Regions from separate parts of the Mus musculus genome. Here region 2 is linked to region 1. The links are chromatin contacts, called in public Hi-C maps. All regions are on one chromosome and are shown on one strand. Each heading gives the region's core, a stretch centred on a gene start, on an enhancer-like site or on the middle of the called end of the contact. The rest is flanking DNA. Distances are from core to core; before and after follow the strand shown.

Evidence for each region. Hi-C and Micro-C count contacts between places; a contact is called where the count stands out from the background.
Region 2: a Hi-C map of cortical neurons shows a contact between it and region 1, with 4 times the contacts expected there. The contact joins two enhancer-like sites. A contact is called at or near these places in 3 of 484 Hi-C or Micro-C datasets (cerebral cortex and cortical neurons), 1 of 115 datasets of contacts at active chromatin or transcription factors (neural progenitor cells) and 2 of 9 other capture datasets (adipose tissue and liver).

Annotation. Positions count from the first base shown.
Region 1 is chr12:100,395,597-100,401,461 of GRCm38.p6, reverse strand. The region is part of intron 9 of Ttc7b (tetratricopeptide repeat domain 7B); the gene reads left to right. Among named protein-coding and RNA genes, the nearest start is that of Gm51958, 49 kb to the right of the region's middle. Within about 2 kb of position 2,746, at least 42 of the 459 cell types and tissues checked have an H3K27ac peak or open chromatin away from gene starts, as enhancers often do. A contact at or near this core is called in cortical neurons, where this site is marked.
Region 2 is chr12:100,566,939-100,572,574 of GRCm38.p6, reverse strand. Rps6ka5 (ribosomal protein S6 kinase, polypeptide 5) reads left to right here. Exons shown (of 17, transcript NM_001330702.1): 13 at 1,576-1,746. Among named protein-coding and RNA genes, the nearest start is that of Ttc7b, 49 kb to the right of the region's middle. Within about 2 kb of position 3,499, at least 22 of the 459 cell types and tissues checked have an H3K27ac peak or open chromatin away from gene starts, as enhancers often do. A contact at or near this core is called in cortical neurons, where this site is marked.

The sequences.
Region 1 (5,865 bases), core at 1,497-3,996:
ATTGGTCCCACAGTCTGAAGGTTCACAGTCCGTATGATATGGCCTATGTGGAGAGACCCGCTGTGTGGCTTTGTCACCCACTAGCCAACATCTGTGAGAGCCTTTGAGAATAAGTAAGAGGTTGCATGTCAAACCAGGAGCAGAAAGAATGGGAGAGGCCCCGATTGCTTCTTTTATTGCAAACCCCTTCTGATAACTCACAAGATAGGTGAGAACTACATCATGGCCCCAATACCTTGAGGCCCGCAGCCTCACAGTAACCACCTCTACCCAAGGTGCCAGCCTAGACACTAAGCCTTTCACTGCGCTGGACCCTTATGGACACCAAAGTCACAGCAGCAGCTATCACCTTTGATTCCTAAACATTTTCACCCGAAAAGGAAAGCCAGGTCTGGAGAGACGGCTCAGCATGCCTGCTGTCCTTGCAGAGGACCAGAATTCCCTTCCCAGCACCTACATTGGTGGCTCACCGCTGTTTTAAAGGTTGCACACATACGTTGTTTCAACATTTCACTCTGTCCTATGGATGAGTCGTAGTCCATGACGTTTGGAGGCTTTGGCGCTAAGTCCTTGGTAGGTTCTGCCTTCTGTTGACTAATGTGAATAGTGCTGCTACGTGGGACAGATCTGCCCCTAATTTCACTAAACCATTTCCACTCCCCTGTTTAGAAACCCTGGGCGCCCCCTCGCCCTCTGTTGTTTTCCTGTCTTCCTACATGAACTTCACTTCACTGTTTCTCTTTTTGTCAGAAGCAACAGCTCTGCGTGCTCCTTGACGAATCAAACAGTACATATAAATAAAGAAAATAATAGTCACCCAGAGTCCAGAAACTCTGAGCCAGCTATCCTCTGGTGTCTTAAAGACTATCTTTAGTCTATCTGTACGAAGAATGGCCCATGACAATGAGATGGTGTGTGTGTGTGTGTGTGTGTGTGTGTGTGTGTGTGTGTGTGTGCGTGTGCCTACCTGGCTGCCTGGCTGCATCTGTGTGTGTGTATGCACTGGGATCGTATCATCCATATTTGATGGTGCATAAGTTCCTATCCTCTTCCACATTGCCATTTTGCCCATCCTATCTTTCACCCTGAAACTCAGGCCACCAGTTCAGCATGCCCTGTGCACATTCTCAGCAGTCAGAGAGAGGACTTTGGGTTGAGCTCTGGACCTGTCACTTCACAGTTCTGTCATTCTCAGCAATCATTAACCTACGACACTATTTCTTTTCTGTAAAATGAGATAAATGCTTATGTATGTCTCAGACAGAGGTGTGAGTGTGTGTGTGTGTGTGTGTGTGTGTGTGGTGTAGCTATGTGTGCAGTGCTTGCATATGAGTATACAGGTACACCCTCATGCAGATGCCAAAACAGGACATCAGGTGTCTTCTGCTGTGCTCGTTATTGCCTTAAGAAGGGTCCCTCAGTGAACACAAATATCACGGTTTCAGCTAGACTGGCTGGACATTAAGATCTTGGGTTTCTCCTTTCTCCACCATACAATGTTAAGGTTACAGGTACACACAGCCATGCCTGGCTTTTTACATGTGTTCTGGGCATTCAAACCTTGATCCTCCTTGCAAAGCAAGTGCCGCTACCCAGTGAGCCATTTCCTTGGACAGCTGTGAGTCCCATGAATGAAGGCCAGTGTGCAGAGCTCAGTAAACGGCAGCTGAATGCTTAGGTGTTGCTGATTCTCACACTGCATGCAGGAACTGCCAGGGCAGGTCAGTGACAACGTGTATGCATGAGATGCAAGAGAAACGGCTTGCCTACCTATAAAGCTCACATAGAAACATAAAGATGATGAAATTGGAGAAGACAGCAGAGCAAAGCTATGTGTTCCTGACTAGAACAGGCCTGTTGTAGGTGAGGGCTTTGCTGTGCTGGTTAGAGGTAACGGGACACTGGCATCTGGGTGGGACCATCAAGGCCTGATGGGAATTGAATACAGTAGCCTCCTCCTTACTGGCAGTTGTGCCCTGCAGTTTCAGTTTTCTGTGGTCAACCTTAGTCTAAACTATTAAATGGAAAAATTTTAAAATAAACAATCCAGAGGTTCGGCTGCTTGCCATTCTGAGCAGCTGTATGAAATCTTGCCCCATCCTGCTCTGAAAGGAGAAGGCAAAGAGGCCAAGGGCGCCTCGTCCCACTGCCTGCTTGTTAGTTAGTAGCCTTCTCATTTACCAGGTTGACTGTTGGGTACATCAGGTATGTTCAGTACTCACTCACACACTTCATGACAAGGCAGGAGGGTGTAGAGAAGGAAAGAGCTATGCAGGGTTTTCTGTTGGCCCTCTCATGGATCCAGCTGCATCCTGACTGATCTCTGACCTGGCCATGCGTGCTTCAGAAGCACAGTGTCATCTTCCTAGGTGTGGGCGGGGCCTTCTGTGCCCAGAGAGCACTGTCGCACTGGGATTTTGGATAGAAAGAAGTTCTGTCCTTGAGCCTTCCCCCCTCTTGTCTCCAACCAGCCTCCTGTCCACAGAGCAGGTTTCCTGTTCTTTGGCTCCTCTCATTGGCAAATCTCAGCCCACAGGCACCAGGAAAAGGAAAGGAAGTGGCCCTGCTGTGTGTGCCAGCACGTCCTCTCTCCTGTCACTGGCCCCCGTAGGTAGCAGGTGTGTTATGAAGGCATGGTAGAGACCCAGCCTTTGAAAATTCAATAGCAGGGCAGGGGACATTGTTCTCTCTGTGCCCCATTCTTTCCCAGTGTTTATTCAAGATGGAGGGCCACTCTCTGAGCTCAGCGTTAGCTTGCCTTGGCATGTGCCCACATCAACATTTCTTTTCTCCAGGGCCCTGTTTACCCTACTCGTGGGCATGAAGAATGAAGCAGCAGAAAGAAACCTGAGATTTCCCATGCATGGCCTTTCTCTGACAAATGATATGAGCATAGTGTTTCCCATCACTCCGATGCTATGAGTTTTCGTGGTTTTTTAAGAACTAATTGTGAGCCCTGCTGAAAAGTTTGTGTAGGAAGGAACACTTCTTTCTTCCCCTTCAATTTAAACAGCAGCCCTCGTTGGCATGACAACCCCTCTATTAAAAGTAAGGCCAGGAGCCCTGCTTCCTCTGTTTTTCAGAATGAACCCAAGCTGCTAAGGAGGCTTGTTTCTCGAGTCTGACTATTAGCAATTCCATTTGGAAAGAATATTATAGGGTCCTTTTAGAGATGGTGTGTGCTCCCCCTACATAAACATGGCAGCTTTAACAACAGAAGGGGTATTTTTATCTTTCCATTGGACTCATATTCATTTGTTTATGGTAAATCTGTAGAGCTGTGGGTAGTGTGGCTAATGATTGTACCCAAGGGACATTTGTACCTCCCAAACTAAGCACTTCCGTTATAAGGAGGCACTGTGAGAATGCTGCTCACCTCTGACCCTGCTTAGGGGTCATCATCAGAGATGGTTCCCTTTCCTGAGCATCTTACCTCGCCCTCGGTGCCCCAGTGAGGCAGTGACATGTGAGGGTGCCGGAACCGAGGCTGCTGAGCCGTGCGTGCATGCGTCCCGGCCTTCACCCTGGGAGAACAATGAGTGTGTCTTCCCCAGACCGTTGCCAGGGTTGTGAGCATCATTAATTATATATTAAGAAGCTTTCGGAGAGATGGATCTTGCTTGGGGCAGAGCTGCTAGGTAGATCTCAGTTCTGGTCCAGCATTTTAAACCAGCCTGGTAGAATCATTAATGCTATTTTTGCATGTCGGCCTACCCCAAAGAATCTCGGCCCCTGGTGCAGCCGCTGGGTTCTCTGTCTCCACATCACAGAAGCCTTCTTTGTGGAGCACTCCTTTCCTCTCTTCAGAGAGAATACTTACACTCCTGGGAGGAGCAGAAGCAGTCGAAACCCTCATGTGGGACAGCTCAGGGAAACACTTTTCCAGGTGCTCACTGCCTCATGTCTTATTTACATTTTTTTCTTTAACAAATTAGTATGCTGCCTTGATCTTTGAAAAATACAGTTTATAAATATTTAATGACCTTCACACTGTTGTACAACTGTCATCATTATTCCAAACTTTCCACTACCTCAAATAAAACTGTACGTAGTTAGTAATAATTCCTATCCCCACTCCTACACACACACATACACACACATACACACACACACACACACACACACACACACACACACACACACACACATACACTCTGCCCTGGCAACTCCAATCTTTCTTCATGTGAATTTGCCTAATTCAGGGACCAGTATAAAACAAGTCATGTGGCACGTGCCTGACTGAGCTAATGTTTTCAAGATTCAACCTTGTTATGATCGTATGTCTGATAGCATGTTATCAGGACTACATCTCCTTTTTGTTCCCCTGTACATACCTGTCACATTGTGTTTATCCACTCATTTATGGATGGATAAGTGAGCTGTCCTCACCCTTTGGCTATGGTGAGTCTGCCATGAGCACTGACCACAGCCTAACCAACAGATGATGTAATCCGTACCCCTTTAGGCCTGGCTTGTTCACTTAGCTAGTCTTTGTAAGTCAGCCTTGCTGTAATGGTGTCTCTGTGTGAGAGCAGAACTCCAGCATTCCTGAGTTTCTCTTCTTGGTTCTCTAGAGCTGTTAAGTCATATGGAAATTCTTGATGAACTTTTTGAGGAACTGCTAATTGTTTCTCACAGTGACCTTCCCATTTCACACTCTCTCCAGTTCTCCTTTGCTCCACAGCAGCTATTGCTCTGATTACAGCCTCCATGGTAGGTACTGAGTGGTATTTCACTGTGGGTTTGACTTGCATTTTCCTAATGCACAGAGCATCTTTCTACATCCTTTGGTAATTGGTATGTCTTCTTTGGAAAGATGATTATTCAAGCCCTGTGCCCATTTTTTAATTGTTATAGTTTTTATTTAAATACATAATAAACTCTTCTCAGATATATAGTTCACGGGCATTTCTCTATTCTATGTTTTCTCTTTACTTTCTTAATTATGCCCTTTAATGTAAAAAAGTTTTGATTCTAACTAAACCTAGGATATTTTCTTCTGTTGCTTATTCCCTTGGCGTCTTTCTGAGAAGCCACTGATTCAATGACAAATTCAAAAGCATGGCAGTGTACCCCCAAGTCTTCTCCTAATTGGACTTTGGGTTTGGCTCCTCTACTTGAAGCTAATGAGCCTCTCTGGGTGAACTATGTATATACGTGGTATATGTCTTAGTTTGTTTTTCTGTTGCTGTGATAAAATACACTGCAAAAGCAGCTCACGGGAGATGGGTTTCAGCCCACCGTCTGTATAGTCCATCATAGTGGCGATGTCACAGAGGCCAGGGAGGTGGCTCAGAAGTTAAAATGCTTGCCAAGTAAACATAAGAATCAGAATTCAGATCCCCAGAAATCCACATAAATGCCAGGTGGGAATGGCAGCCCACCTATAATTTCAGCCTTGGAAGGTAAAGATGAAATTCCCAGAGTAAGCTGGCTAGCAAGACTAGCTATATTGGTGAGTCCTTGCATTGATGATTCCCAACCTCAGGCCTCCATATGTGTGCACACCCACATACATTCACCTATACATATACTAACCACATACACACACACACACTCACACACATACACATGCGCGCGCACATGCATGCACACTGGAAAAGTTGAAAAACCAAAACAGATTAATGTTGCCTCGTGACTGGCATCTGGAGTTTATAATATATTCAACTGGTTCCCAGAGGCTAGATTAGCCCCTCTCTTCCAGCTCTGCCAATAGCAGCACACACAGCTTCTTGCATGAGCTTAGCCAAGCTTCAGTCCACACCTGTAGCTTTCCATGGCAGATGTCCTATGGCCCTGGCATCTCCAGTATTCTCAGGTCTCCAGTGCAGTTTAGGATTCGCCTCCACAAGTTCACACAGAGGC
Region 2 (5,636 bases), core at 2,250-4,749, 170 kb before region 1:
TTTTTATATCCTCTGTATGTTCCTAACTGCTGCTGTAACAAATTACCACAAGCTTAATATGTTTACTGTTAAACAATGAATGGAGATAACAAGTCTACAATCAGGTTCTCTGATCTGTAATCAAGGAGTGGACAGAGCTGGCTCCTCCTGGAGACCCTAAGGACAACTTGTATACTTGACTTAGCTTCTGAAGGCCACTCATTTTCTTTAGCTTGTTACCCCTCTATGCACTACTCTGATCTCTTCTTGCATAGTCTAATCTTATACCTTAGATGCTGGTCAGTAACTCAGGGTAATCATCCCATCTCAAGAATATTAATGATGGGCTAGCAAGATGGCCCAGTGGTTCAAAGCTCTAGGTTCAATTGCCAGCACCCATGAGGCATCTTACAATCATCTATAACTATAGTCCCATTGGATCCAATGCACTCTTCTGGTGTGTAGACACGTATGCATACATACTTATTTACATACATACATACATACATACATAACACATGCATACATTCATATATACATATGTACATATATGTGTACATCTTTTCAAAAAAAGAATTTTAATCAGGGGCTAAGTGTGGTAGTATATAATCCCAGCAGACAGGAGGCAGAAACAGGCACATCACTTAAGTTCAAGGTTTGCCTGGTCTACAAAGTGAGACCCCATCTCAAATTAAAAAAAAAAAAAAAAACAAACAAAAACCAGCAATAGAAGAACCTTAATTACAATTACAAAGTCCCCTTTGCCATCTATGATAAGAGATATGGATTTGAAGGCTAGGACATGGCATCTGGAGCCATCATTCAGTTCCACCTGTAGATTTTCTTATCCCCTTCATTTTATTGCTGAGGGTCCTAGAGTTTATAAAGGTGTCTCAGTTGGGTTTTATTGCTGTGAAGAGACACTGTGACCAAGGCAAGTCTTAAAAAGGCAAACATTTAGTTGTGACTGGCTTACAGTTTCAGAGGTTCAGTCCTTTATCATCATGGTGGGAAGTACTTGATGCTAGAGGAGCCAAGATACATCTTGATCCAAAGGCAGCCAGAAGGACACTCTGTTCTGCAAACAGCCAGGAGGAAGGTCTCTTCCACAGAAACATATACAGTGAGATGCGGGTATTTGCAGTAAATATTCTCAGAAATCCTGTAATTAATCATTGAGCCCTGAAGTTATCAAACACTATCTTTCTTTCAAGGGAAACTACCCATTAGCTGAGTGGCAGCAGTTGCATATAACACTACTTAGCAACCCCCTGCATTATTTACCATAGATTTTGTCACCTCGGCTCTCAGTTTTTAAAGTGAAAATATAAAAATTCAAAATTAAAATAGAGTTCAATAGAAATAAAATGAAGTAAAGGAAAAGACTGTAAAGATTTTGCTGAAATATTTGAAATTTTTCATTGCTAAAATAGAATTCTAAAAAGCTACATTATTCTTCAACTCTTTAAATGCAAGGATTGTTATAGGTTGTTTAAGCAAGGGATTATTTAAAGTTGCTGAATAATAAATAACCTATAGAGTAACCCGTATCTTTTCAGTAAGGCCCCACGTTGCTCTTTCTTTCCATCTTTCTAGCTTCATACGTTTCTTGTGATGGAACTTCTGAATGGCGGAGAGCTGTTCGAGCGCATCAAGAGAAAGAAGCACTTCAGCGAGACTGAGGCCAGCTACATCATGCGGAAGCTTGTGTCAGCTGTGAGCCACATGCACGATGTAGGAGTGGTGCACAGAGATCTGAAGCCTGAGGTGGGCCTCTGTGACCTTGGACAGCTCAGCCTGCTCTCCTTGTTCGCTAGCCTTAGAGTAGCTGTCAGCCTTTAGGACGCTTGCTATTTCTCTTGGGCCACTAAGTAAATCCTGGAAGATGTTTCCTAGGATTTTTTTCTTTCTCTTCTCTTTTCTGTGTCAGTCTAAAATAAATTTGTTCTTTTTTTCCCCTCTTGCCAGCTGATCATCTTGAGGTTATATTTGTAAGTGTGAGAGCCTTTTATGGGAAAAATGCTTCATGCAACAGTTGTATACTAAAAATAGCGATGGAAAATTTTGTAGCAAAAAATAATAAGCACTGCTATATGTATTCCATCTTGGGGAGTTTGTTCGTTTGATAGTGTATTTTGAAACCTTAATTTTCACATTTTTAAATCAAATTGATAGCTCCTAAACAGTAATGTATGGGATTCTGTTCTACATAGTTACACACGAGGCCCTGCCTTGGTTTAATAAGCTGTCCTATCTATATGTGCTTCAGTATGCTCACGACTGTGGTATTTATAGACCTGGAGAGCAGTGCAGAGCAACAACTTTTTATATTTCCTTAAGAAGGCTAATTAAGAAGGTTTTAACTCAGAATGATCCATTTTTAGTATCAAAAATATGAAAATTCCTCTCTTTTTAAAAATAAGTAATAATGAGCTTGGAAAACAAAAGCCAATGACTTTTTTTTTAAAAATTATCCTTTACCAAATGAGAAATTATATATATTTCTGCTCTAAAATAGGATATTATTTTTAGTTTCTATGTGATCATAATATATTTTCAAGTCTATTTAAAATATTAATGGGCTTGATGTTCCTTTTTTATTAAATCAAAAAAGAATATTTCTGTAAAAGCAATTTTTTTAATCTTGTGCTTAAATTATTTAAAAATGTTTTAAAAAGATGGGCAGTAGAGGTACATACTTTTATCCCAGCCCTTGGGAGGCAGAGGAAGTGAGATCTCTAAGTTCAAGGCCAGCCTGGTCGACAGAGTGAGTTCAGGACAGCCAGGACCACACTGAGAAAACCTTTCTCAAACAAAATTGATATTTTAAAAGTGGAAACATAGGGCTGGTGAATTGGCTCAGAAGGTAAGAGCACTAACTGCTCTTCTGAAGATTCCTGAGTTCAAATCCCAGCAACCACATGGTGACTCACAACCACATGTAATGAGACCTGATGCCCTCTTCTGGTGTGTCTGAGGACAGCTACAGTATATGTATTCAAATACAGTTCTCTGTATCTGTGGAGGATTGGTACCGAAGCTCCCTATGGATATCAAACCTCTTACATGAAATTGAATATTATTTTATTTTCATATAACCTACGTGATCCTTTCGTATACTTTAAATCCTCTCTCTAAGTTATTTATGATATCTATTTTGATGTAAATGATAAATATGTATATTTTAGGGAATAATCACAAAAAATCTTTTCATATTCTGTACAGTTTTGAAGGGGTTTTTGTTGCTTTTTTTTGTGGGTAGATTGTTTTGTTTTGTTTTGTTTTTTTGTCTGTTTGTTTGAAGTTTTTAGTGGGTAGTAGTTTGAACCCACAGTTGTGATCCTCAGGGGTACAGAAGACAATTGATTTATTCCTTTAAAGGTTTTAAATTTTTGAGTACTTTATTACTGTTCTTCCCATTGCTAGTAATTAATCAGAAGTGGCTTGTGTCGTAGGAACTCACAGCTCTGCTAGCTCCCCTCGGCTTCCTTCATCCCAATTCTCACTCTCCTACGTAACACCCACTGAAAACATGGTGCTCTGGGCTCCGAGATGAGCTGTCTAGTTTAAATGTGAGAGCACACTACTTAAACGTTTGCTTGATAGACAAGGAACAGGCATGTAGTTTTTTAATGGAAAAGATCTGTTCCATGACTGTATAGAACTCATTTTCACATGTTTTATTCTTTGATAACTGGCCATCTGTCATCTCATGGTGTCTCGAATGAGGCACATGTCCTCGGCAGCAGAATTTAAATTTGTCTTCTTCCTTTCCTGATCAAATAGATGCTTTTGTAGCTTGAAGTGAAGCAGAAATGTCAGATTACACTATATGTTCTACCATCATTTTATTCTTAAACTGGGTTTTAGGAAAGTAAAAACGTACCTTTGAACTAGCACTTTCCTAACTATAGCTCTCACTTTGACTTTTAAATGGCAGAGTATATTATTTCCAAACTAAAAGTTGAATCCCTTTCCTAGGCAGCATTTTAGTTGTGACTGTTTAGATAGTTAGATGGCGTTCTTTTTCTACATAGACAGAACTCTAAGCTCTAGGTGAGAACCAGACAGATTTAGAAGCTGACTGGCATTCTTAGAGGGCTGCTTGGTAGTCTTCATATTGATCCTCTTAAAGGATTAAGAAAGTTCTGTATATGATAGTATTTTCAGGCAGAAACCGAGATGAGGATAGAAGTGGCTCAACTGTTACTTTTGTCCCTTCCTGGCCATGCACACACCCATGTGGAACTGTCCTGATACTTCCCTTGCTACCCTGGGGCAGGAGGAAGTAAGCAGTAAGCTCTGGTTTTACGTGTTCTATGAGAGGAGGGTTAGAGTCGCCAGTGTAAAGGGAATGCCCTCACTTCCTCCAAGATGACCAAAGAATTCCTTCATTAGTCTTAGTGGAACAAACCCGTTCTTGCCAGAGCCTTGACAGGCCCTGTGGAGATGGAGCCAAACGTGCTTCTGGTAAGATGTGTAGCACACCGCCTGGCACTGCACAGAGAACCTCTAGTATAATTGCTGAAGGACCGATATGTCCCAAGAAAACACCCATGATTGGTGACCTCAGTCGTCAAAAATCAAGGTCTGAGCATTGTATGATAGAAAACTATTTCAATTTTTCCTTTCTTTGTTTTTTCCACCCCCTTCTTTTTTTACATTAAGTTTTTCTGTTTTATAATTTCATAACTGAGTACTGTCTTTACATCATTTGCACTTACCTTCTCCCCACTCCACCTACCCTGCCCCCTCACTCCTGCTGGCTGCTTGAGATTAGGTAATCTGTCAGGGTTTATCCTTGGAGAAAACCGAGTTTCCCTTTCTGGGCAGCTATTAATTGCCTGTAGCTGTTCATCTAAGGCTGGTAGGGCTTTGTAAGAGTTCTCTCATCTATATTGGAATAGCAACTGATGCTGTCATTTGCTGCTCTTACGTAGGCCACTAAATTGTTACAATTGCATGGGTACAGCTCCCTGTCACACACAGAAAACATTCTCACAGCAAATGTTCTGTCCTCTGACTCTTAACCATCCCCCAACTCCTTTTGTGGGATGTTTCCTGAGCCTGAAATGTAGGAGTCGTGCTGTAGAACTCTCCATTGAAGATGAGCACCCCATGGTGTGATGCTCTCTCTATTCTAACCAGTTGTAGATTTTGGTGATGGTCTCTTGACTGCTGTAAAATGAAACTTCTTACCTGAGCATGGTGGCATACACGTTGAATTCCACCATTCAGGAGGCAAAAACTCTGAGTTTGAGACCAGCCTGGTCTACATAAGTTTCAAGTCAGCCTTAGTGAGACACTGTCTCAACAGAAATTGTGTGTGTGTGTGTGTGTGTGTGTGTGTGTGTGTGTGTGAGTGAGAGAGGGGGGGGGGAGGTGAGAGGGAAGAAGGGAGAGAGAGAGAGACTTCTTTAATGAGACGTGAGAGCTACACTTACCTAAGGATATAGGAATGACAATACAATTAAGAATACATAGGTTTAGGAATGTGTCATTAGCAGATTGTCCTCTAGGGCCCTTGACCAGTCATAGCAGTTAACTTTGGGTATATGTAGCAATGCTGGTCATTGCTGTGGCTCACAGACATTACACATGGGTAGGACTGCTGATTGCTTTTCTCCCTTGGCAGTTTGAATGGCAGCTTTGAATAC